Regions from separate parts of the Triticum aestivum genome. Here region 1 is linked to region 2. Evidence: chromatin contacts called from public Hi-C data. All regions are on one chromosome and are shown on one strand. Each heading gives the region's core, a stretch centred on a gene start, on an enhancer-like site or on the middle of the called end of the contact. The rest is flanking DNA. Distances are from core to core; before and after follow the strand shown.

Region 1 (3,858 bases), core at 816-3,315, 39 kb after region 2:
CGCCCCGTTGTGTCTGGCTTGGGTCTCTCGTCCTGCTCGGCATCGTCGACCGCTTCGGAGGGGGCTGAGGCCTCGTCTAGGCCACCGGCGGGCATGGCCGACGGCCTGCAGCTGGTCCCCTGGGAGCGGCCTCCCCTGTCTGGGCGTGCCAAGTGGCGGCGCCGCCATGACCCGGCCGCGCAGCCGCAGCGCGTGCCGCCACGCTTCTCCCCTTCGCGCGAGGTGTCACCGGAGATGGTGGGCCTGTGCTTCCGCTGCTTCCAGGACGGGCACTACCGGAAGGATTGCACCAATGACATTGTCTGCTTCAGGTGTGGGCTGTCGGGTCATGGATCCAGGGTCTGCAAGCGGCCCCTGCAGCCCGTCGTCGCCAGAGGAGCTTCGGAGGCTTGTCGTCAAGAAGGTGGCTCGCGGGGCATGGGATCTGCTCCTGCTAGTCGCGGCTCGGGTGGGGCGTTGGCGGGAGCGCTGCTCCGCTCCCGCCGCCGCCCCCTGCGGCTGCCGCGGTGCCACCGGTCTGGCCCCGCCTCCCCACGCCGCCTCCGGTCGGGCCTTGCCACCCGGTGCCGCGACCGGTGCTGCCTGTGGACGAGGAGTTTGACCCGTCTGAGCTCTGCTTGGTGCGCCGCACCCAGTCCATGGAGGGGTTGGAAGGCCGGCTGCAGTTATCCATGGTGGCATACGCGGCGGGCGCTAGGAATGATATCTCGCTGGAGTTCGTTCTTGAGGTGCTGTAGGTCAAGGTGTGCATAGAGCCGCAGTGGGTGTCTGTGCACCGCTTCCGGCCGGAGGACTTTCTCATCATCTTCGCGCTCCCGGAGCATAGGAACAGACTTTGCACCATGCCGGCGGTGGAACATCGTGGGGTCAGACTCTTCTTCCGTCAGTGGAATCGGCAAGCTCAGGCGGTGCATTCGGTGTTCAGGACCAAGGTGTGGATCGAGATGGAGGGCATCCTGCCGCACGCCTGGGAGCTGGAGGTGATGGAGCGGCTCCTGGGTTCGTCTTGCTTGGTGGATGCGATGGCGCCGGAGACGAGCTCCTGTGCGGATCTCTCCTCCTTCAAGGTTACGACGTGGACGGCTGACCCAGAGGCGATCCTGACGCTCCGTTGGTTGGGGGTGCCAGAACCTGGCCTGGGGGTGCGGCCATCCCAGCCAGCGTTGCTGCAATACAGAGTCCTGATACATCTCGTGCAAGTTCAGGATTTCGCAGAGGCAGAGGAACCATGGTTTCTTGGGGGCGGTTCTTCAAACAGTGGTTAGAGTGGTTTGCCGGGCTCCAAGGACAGCATGGATGGTGGCGATGGGGCCGTCGCTCGCCGTCGGTCATGGAGTTCGGTGCTCGGGATTCTCGGGGAGGCGCGAGCTCGGGTCGCGGCGGCAATGGCGCGAGGTCAGGTGGAGAAGGCCGCGGTCGGGCCATGGCGGCCATGGAGTGGAGGCTGCCCGCCATGGATGAGGCGCCGGTGGTGGCCCCGGTGCGCCAGCAGGTCCATGCCAGCGACCGTCTTGCGGTCAGGACCTCTTCTTTTGAACGTTTGACCGGGCGGGCTTCCACGAGGCAGGGACATGATCAGGTTCAGCCTGGCGCAGCTGGGGCGGGGCCTAGAGAACTTTCCCCAGATGCTTTGCCTTTGGATGAGGCCGCTGATCGCGGTCCAGCTCATGCGGAGGATTCGGTTGATGCGGGGATAGAGGACCAACAGGCAGTTCGCGCGCCCATCCCAAGGCCACAGCTGGCTTCGATTCTGGTGGTTCCTGAGGTGCCCCAGAACGTGGCCTCCGTCTCGGATCCCCAGGCATCGGTGGTAGGACCGGACGCAGGTTTTGGCACGTTCCCAAGTTCAAACCTAGATGAAGTGACCAAGGCTGTTTTGGCGGAGCGCGAGCCTATCCAGAGTTCTCTGCCTTTGCAGGCAGGCCGAACTGCAGTCTTGGCGGTTCCAGAAGTGGACAGTGGGCCATAGCAGTGAAAAGGGAGGGGCCAGCGACCCTACTCTGATAGGGCCGGAGATCGAGACAGTGGAGGGCCATCCTCTAGGTCAGGGATCATTCCAATTGGTGGGCACGTTGCCGCGTGCACGAGAAGGAGTGTTGCCTGCTGCCTCCACTGATAAGGACAAGGCTGTGGAGAGGGACCCACCTGTGGTGTTGGGATGCGTGGAAGGGGAGCTGGCTCCCCCCGTTGGTGCATGCCCCTTTTGCTTGCAACGGAGTGCATGCATGCATGGAGGGGCGGGATGCGTTTGTCACATCACCACTTGATCCAAATTCTGAGAGGGACAAGGGGCGCAAGAGGGACCCACCTGCTGTCTTATCGGGATGCGAGGCGGAGTTGGCCGCTCCCCAGTTGGTGCATGGACATGCAGGCATGGAGGAGCGGGATGTGAATGTCACTTCACCTGTACATGTTGATGATATCCATCATGCATCTGGAGGCGGCACGCAGACGAGGTGCAGTTGGAGCCGGTTTCCGTTGAAACCCAGGGGTTCTCGCGGCAGGAAGAGGTGGCGTACGGCCGGATGAAGACCTTCTGCTCTAACATAATCAAGAGGTTAGCTCCACCTATTCAGAAGGAAGCCAGGCCTTGACCCTTCGCTTGGATGCTTAGCCTTTCACCCCCGTCCTACAACCAGGGCAGCCAAGAGGGCTGGGATACATGCACCATCGAAGGCGACACCGGTAGAGAATGTCCTGTTGAGAGCACTAGGTTTGGCCCCAGAGTATTTGGAGCCAGATGAGGCTGTTTTGGATGAGCTCAAAGAGCTGTTTGACTCACCACTCCGCGAGCAACATGTGAGAGTGATCGCTGTGATTTTTGGCAAGATGCTACCACTAAGGGCTGAGCTTGAGGGAGGCAACACGATGGCGATCGCCGCGTAGTCTTTGCGCTGTTGGGTGCTGGTGTTTCACACATGTTTCGCATGGATACAAGCTCTTCGATTACATGTTGGAACGTGCGAGGTTTGAACAATCCGGCGAAAAAGAAGGCGGTGAGGGAGTTCATCTCCGCAATCAAGTGTAATATGGTGTGTCTCCAGGAGACGACACTTGATGTTGTAAACCAATTTACTATCATGCAATGTATTGGACCATCATATGATGGCTTTGCTTACCTCCCGGCGATTGATACTCGTGGAGGTGTGGTTTTGTCTTGGGACTCGACCGTGGTGCAGGTGGATCATGTTGTCTTGGACACACATGCTCTCACCGGACTGGTTCATAACCTAGACGGGAGCCAGTGGTGGATCATAGTGGTGTATGGTCCACAAGGAGATGAGCAGAAGCTGGAGTTTTTGCAGGAGTTACGGTTACGAAGAACGGCATGCCCCGGCCCCTGGATGCTTCTGGGTGATTTCAACATGATTCTTAGAGCTTCGGAGAAAAATAACACCAACATTAACAGGCGCACGTGAACTACTTTAGGGCGTTCGTGGATGATCTTGAGCTAAAAGAGCCATACATGCACGGAAGGCGCTTCACGTGGACTAATGAGAGGGACTGCCCTACCCTAACCAAAATCGACTGTGTCCTTGTTTTGGTGGATCGGGACCTTGCGAATCCAGATTGCTTTCTTCAGGCGCTGGGAACAAACGTTTCGGATCATGCCCCTCTACATTTAAGTATGCAGGCCATGTGCAGCCCAAAGCGGAGGTTTAGATTTGAGTTGTATTGGAGTAAGTTGGATGGGTTCGAAGACGCAGTCAGAGCGGCTTGGGTGTGCGATGAGGCCATTGTGGATCCATTCAAAAGACTTGACGCCCTATTCCGGAACGCGGCCATGGCTCTACAACCGTGGGGGCAGAGGAAGACGGGCAACATAAAAACCAACTGGGTGATCCTAAGGCTGGAGCA
Region 2 (4,131 bases), core at 1,172-3,671:
CTTCACCATGATTTGGGCCCAGGGGAAGGCATTAGGAAGTAATAAGTAGATGATGGGTTGCTAGAGTGATAGAAGCTTAAACCCTAATTTACGCATTGTTTGGTAAGGGGCTGATTTGGATCCACATGTTTCATGCGATGGTTAGATTTATCTTAATTCTTCTTTCATAGTTGTTGATACTTGCGAGAGGGGTTAACCATAAGTGGGAGGCTTATCCAAGTAAGGACATCACCCAAGCACTAGTCCACCCACATATTAAATTATCAAAGTAACGAACACGAATTATATGAGCATGATAAAAACTAACTTGACAGTAATCCCATGTGTACTCGGGAGCGCTTTGCTTTATGTAAGAGTTCATCCAGGCTTATCCTTTGCTATAAAAAGGATTGGCCCACCTTGCTGCACCTTTGCTACACTTGTTACTTGTTACCCGTTACGAATTATCTTATCACAAAACTATCTGTTACCGATAATTTCAGTGCCTACAAAAAATACCTTGCTGAAAATTGCTTGTCATTTCCTTCTACTCCTCATTGGGTTCGACACTCTTACTTATCGGAAGGACTACGATTGATCTCCTATACTTGTGGGTCATCAGGAAGCATGGATGTGTGATTAAGGAATTGTATATGAAGGATGACAACACTTCAAACTATGCATTACGCCTAATTAGGGCGTAAAACAATAGGGCTTGTTGGGAGGCAACCCAATAGCTATCTTTATTTTTCTTTTTTCTTTCTTATTTTTTTGTGTGCACATAATTATGCTACTGTTATAGTTGTGTTTTTGTGTTTAAATTATTGTGCCAAGTAAAGCCTTTGGGATGATTTGGATGAATGGCTTAGGAATCCGAAATAGCATTGTATTTAGGCACCGCCGTAGATGCACACTAGCGGGGATTTCGGACCCCTGGGAACTCTCTTAATCATTTGTCTCAAGTCTAGTCATTTTACTTCTTATTTATTTCAGCTCATTTATTCACCTTTACACTTGCAACCTTATTATTATCATCACTACTATTTCGGATCACTTACAATTAGTAGGCACATTATTTGCACCTTGCAAAGGACTAAAGATTGATTCATGTGCTCCTTGTGGGGTCGATACTCTTACTTCGAAAAGGCTACAAGAAAACCCTGTGCACTTGCAGGCTATCACGGGGTAAGAAATGCTGCAGCAGCTCGTTAGTTCGTGTACCTGCATGGGATTTGAAAAAAGGTGTTTGAAATAGTTAGTTACCACCGCCGCCATCTCCTCCATCTCCATCTCCACCCCTCCATCATCTTTTCTTAATATTTTACTCTATTCCTTCTCGTACTCTCATAAGCATATTGTGGAAGTACTTTGTGTTTCGGTCTCCTTTAGCCAACCAATCAATGTGTGCCCCCTTTTTCCAATACATGTTGCGCTATATGTGAGAATATGTTCCTTATTTATGTCTCGATATCACCTTTGGTAGGGGATTAACTGGGCATGATCTTAAGATAGTACTACTACCATTGTACATGCCCTAGGAGCATCTCTTGTAGATCCCGTAAAAGCTGGCCGGGCTGCATTTTTCCGGCGGTTTTACGGGACGAACGAAAATGATGGCTTGAACAGGTCGACTAAAAATGGCCCGGCCCGTAAAAGTTTGACGAGAGGCCCGTAAATCGACACCGAATCCCACTTATATACTGGATCCGGTCGATTTTAGGGTATCCATTCGCCATTTTCCTTATCCACTTGCCCGCAAATCCTCTCTACTCTGGCGAGAAATCCCTTTGCTCCGGCAGCCGTTTGCGCCGCGCATAGCTACCGTAGTAGATACGTGATGTCGTGCGCGGGCGGCAGAAAGAGTGGCTGAGGGGGGTTCGACGACCGCGGCAGCGAGCCGCCTCGCAAGCGCTGTAATGATGGTGAGGCGGGGATCTCCTCCCTCTGCCCGTCGTTGGAGGAGTGGCGCCGTGCGCAGGCGCGGCACCCACTCCAGCAGCGCCGATGCACATGCGTGGATATCCGGCCATCCAGCGCCTCCGGGCGGTCGAGCACGCCTGGTTCGAGGCGAAGGAGGTGGTCGCTGCTGGGACGAAGCTGTAGCTGCGCGACTCAACGCGTCGAAGGAGGAGTACTAGCTCGCCTTTGTCCTCTCCAACTCCCTCTTGGAGCACCACCTCGGTGTCGGCAAGTCCGGTGATGGTGATGGTGACAAAGAGTAGAACTCCGGCGGCGAGTAGTTTAAGTTCAAGTATGAACTAGTTTAAGTTTGAAGTATATTTTATGAGCTATGTTTATATCACATGGTATGAACTATGTTTATGTGGAACTTCGGTGATGTTTAAATGGCGCAAACTATTAGTTTAAAAATCGAGTAAACTCCGGTGATCCTTAGGTGATTTTTACGGGATACCATAATCGAAGTTTGCAGGACGACGGTTTGCGGGATCTACCCGAGATGCTCTAAGATCCAACGGTCTCGATGAGACCACGTGGGATCTCTTCCTCGGCTGTCGGCTCGTGCCCCCGAGCAGGTGATCCAGGCGGCTGGGCATCGACTTCCCCTGTCATGGCCTTGGCCTCCTTCGCGGTCTCGCCCCCAACCGCCGCCTCCGCCGCCGTCCTCCGCCGCGCCATGTCGTTCTCCTCCGTCTCCGCTGCGTCGCAGGCGAGGGTGGGTGTGGTGCAGATGACCTCCGTGGGGGACCTCGACGCCAACTACGCCACCTGCTCCCGCCTCACCAAGGCAAGCCTTCCTCCCTTCCCCTAAGATCTAACCCTGCACCGCCGGGAGCATGGAGTTGATCGCCTGCTGCGATTTGGAACTGGAAGAAACATTTAGTTGCAGCGAGAAGGAGATATGCAAGTGTGTAGTTATCAGACAATGTGTTTTGGCTATTGAAATGAAGAAATTGTAGCATTTCGTCTCGGACAAAGCTAGTAAGAGAAGGAATTCTGCATTCGATATGCTCTTCTGGGATCTGGAATGCACGAATAGATGAATTATAAGCAAACCTTTCGAAACTGAGTTCTATGTCATGTGTGTGCTGCACCTATCGCAGTCCTCATTGGTTTTATTCTTTCTACAGTACTTAATGCTGTTCTTTTTTGTTTTCCTACTTTATTGGTAGATAAATGCATATAGACTAACATGAGATAATATTTTCTTAGGAAGCTGCTGCGGCCGGAGTCAAATTTCTTTGCTTCCCTGAGGTCTTCTCCTTCATAGGATCCAAGGATGGCGAGTCTGTTAAGCTAGCCGAACCATTAGATGGCCCAATAATGCAGAGATATTGCTCACTTGCAAAGTTAGTAAGAACATCTTTCTCAATTGCTCACTTGTAAAGTTAGTAAGAATATCTTTCTCAATTTATTTTTCCATTTCAAAGCAGAGCTTTCTCACTTGTACTTTGTAGTGAGTAAGCCTTTTGATTTGATACGCTATCAGCTCTTTGATTTAGGAATAATTGTTTCGCACTATCTTACAGATGATTCTTTCTAACTATATATTCAGTATGTGGTTTTTTATTTCGTTCATCTGTTAGCTTACAAATATCTTTTAGCTTATATAGATACGTATGCAAGTGTATGTAATGCTCCTTCATTAACTATCTGTTGGCACAAAAAATCCTTGCCATTTTGAGGTTTTTAAATGGAGTGAATCAGCATGTCGAGCCCTTATCATAGCTTCATTCTGCAGTGAGTCAAGTATGTGGTTGTCTCTTGGAGGGTTTCAAGAAAGGGGCCCGGATGATTCGCACCAGTACAACACTCATATATTAATCGATGAATCTGGAAAAGTTAGGAGCTCATACCGGAAAATTCATTTGTAAGTGCTTCTTTCACAGCTCTTGGGAGAAACTTGCTTTCAGTAATATTTGTGAGAGACTTGCATTCAGTAATATTTGCGAGTACTTTATTTTAGCTGGCTATATTTATCAGTCGTTATCATAGCTTCATTCTGCAGTGAGTCAAGTATGTGGTTGGGGCTTTCAGCAATAGAATGTTAAACAGTAGGTCTTCAATTTACATGGTAAGGGCAAATGATGCTATGAACTGAAGGGCTATAAGCTGCATATATTGTCACTTCCAGATAAGAGAAATGTTGATCACAACTACATTTGTCACGTCATATCACAGAGCTGCAAAATC

The links. Hi-C and Micro-C count contacts between places; a contact is called where the count stands out from the background.
Region 1: a Hi-C map of leaf shows a contact between it and region 2, with 3 times the contacts expected there. The contact joins the enhancer-like site here to the promoter of LOC123110975 in region 2. A contact is called at or near these places in 2 of 5 Hi-C or Micro-C datasets (both in leaf).

Annotation. Positions count from the first base shown.
Region 1 is chr5B:186,535,321-186,539,178 of IWGSC CS RefSeq v2.1, forward strand. No RefSeq gene overlaps it. Among protein-coding and RNA genes, the nearest start is that of LOC123110976, 26 kb to the left of the region's middle. Within about 2 kb of position 2,066, at least 7 of the 8 cell types and tissues checked have an H3K27ac peak or open chromatin away from gene starts, as enhancers often do. A contact at or near this core is called in leaf, where this site is marked.
Region 2 is chr5B:186,496,123-186,500,253 of IWGSC CS RefSeq v2.1, forward strand. LOC123110975 (deaminated glutathione amidase, chloroplastic/cytosolic) reads left to right here and starts at 2,422. Exons shown (of 9, transcript XM_044531632.1): 1 at 2,422-2,725; 2 at 3,151-3,287; 3 at 3,680-3,808. The coding sequence starts at 2,462.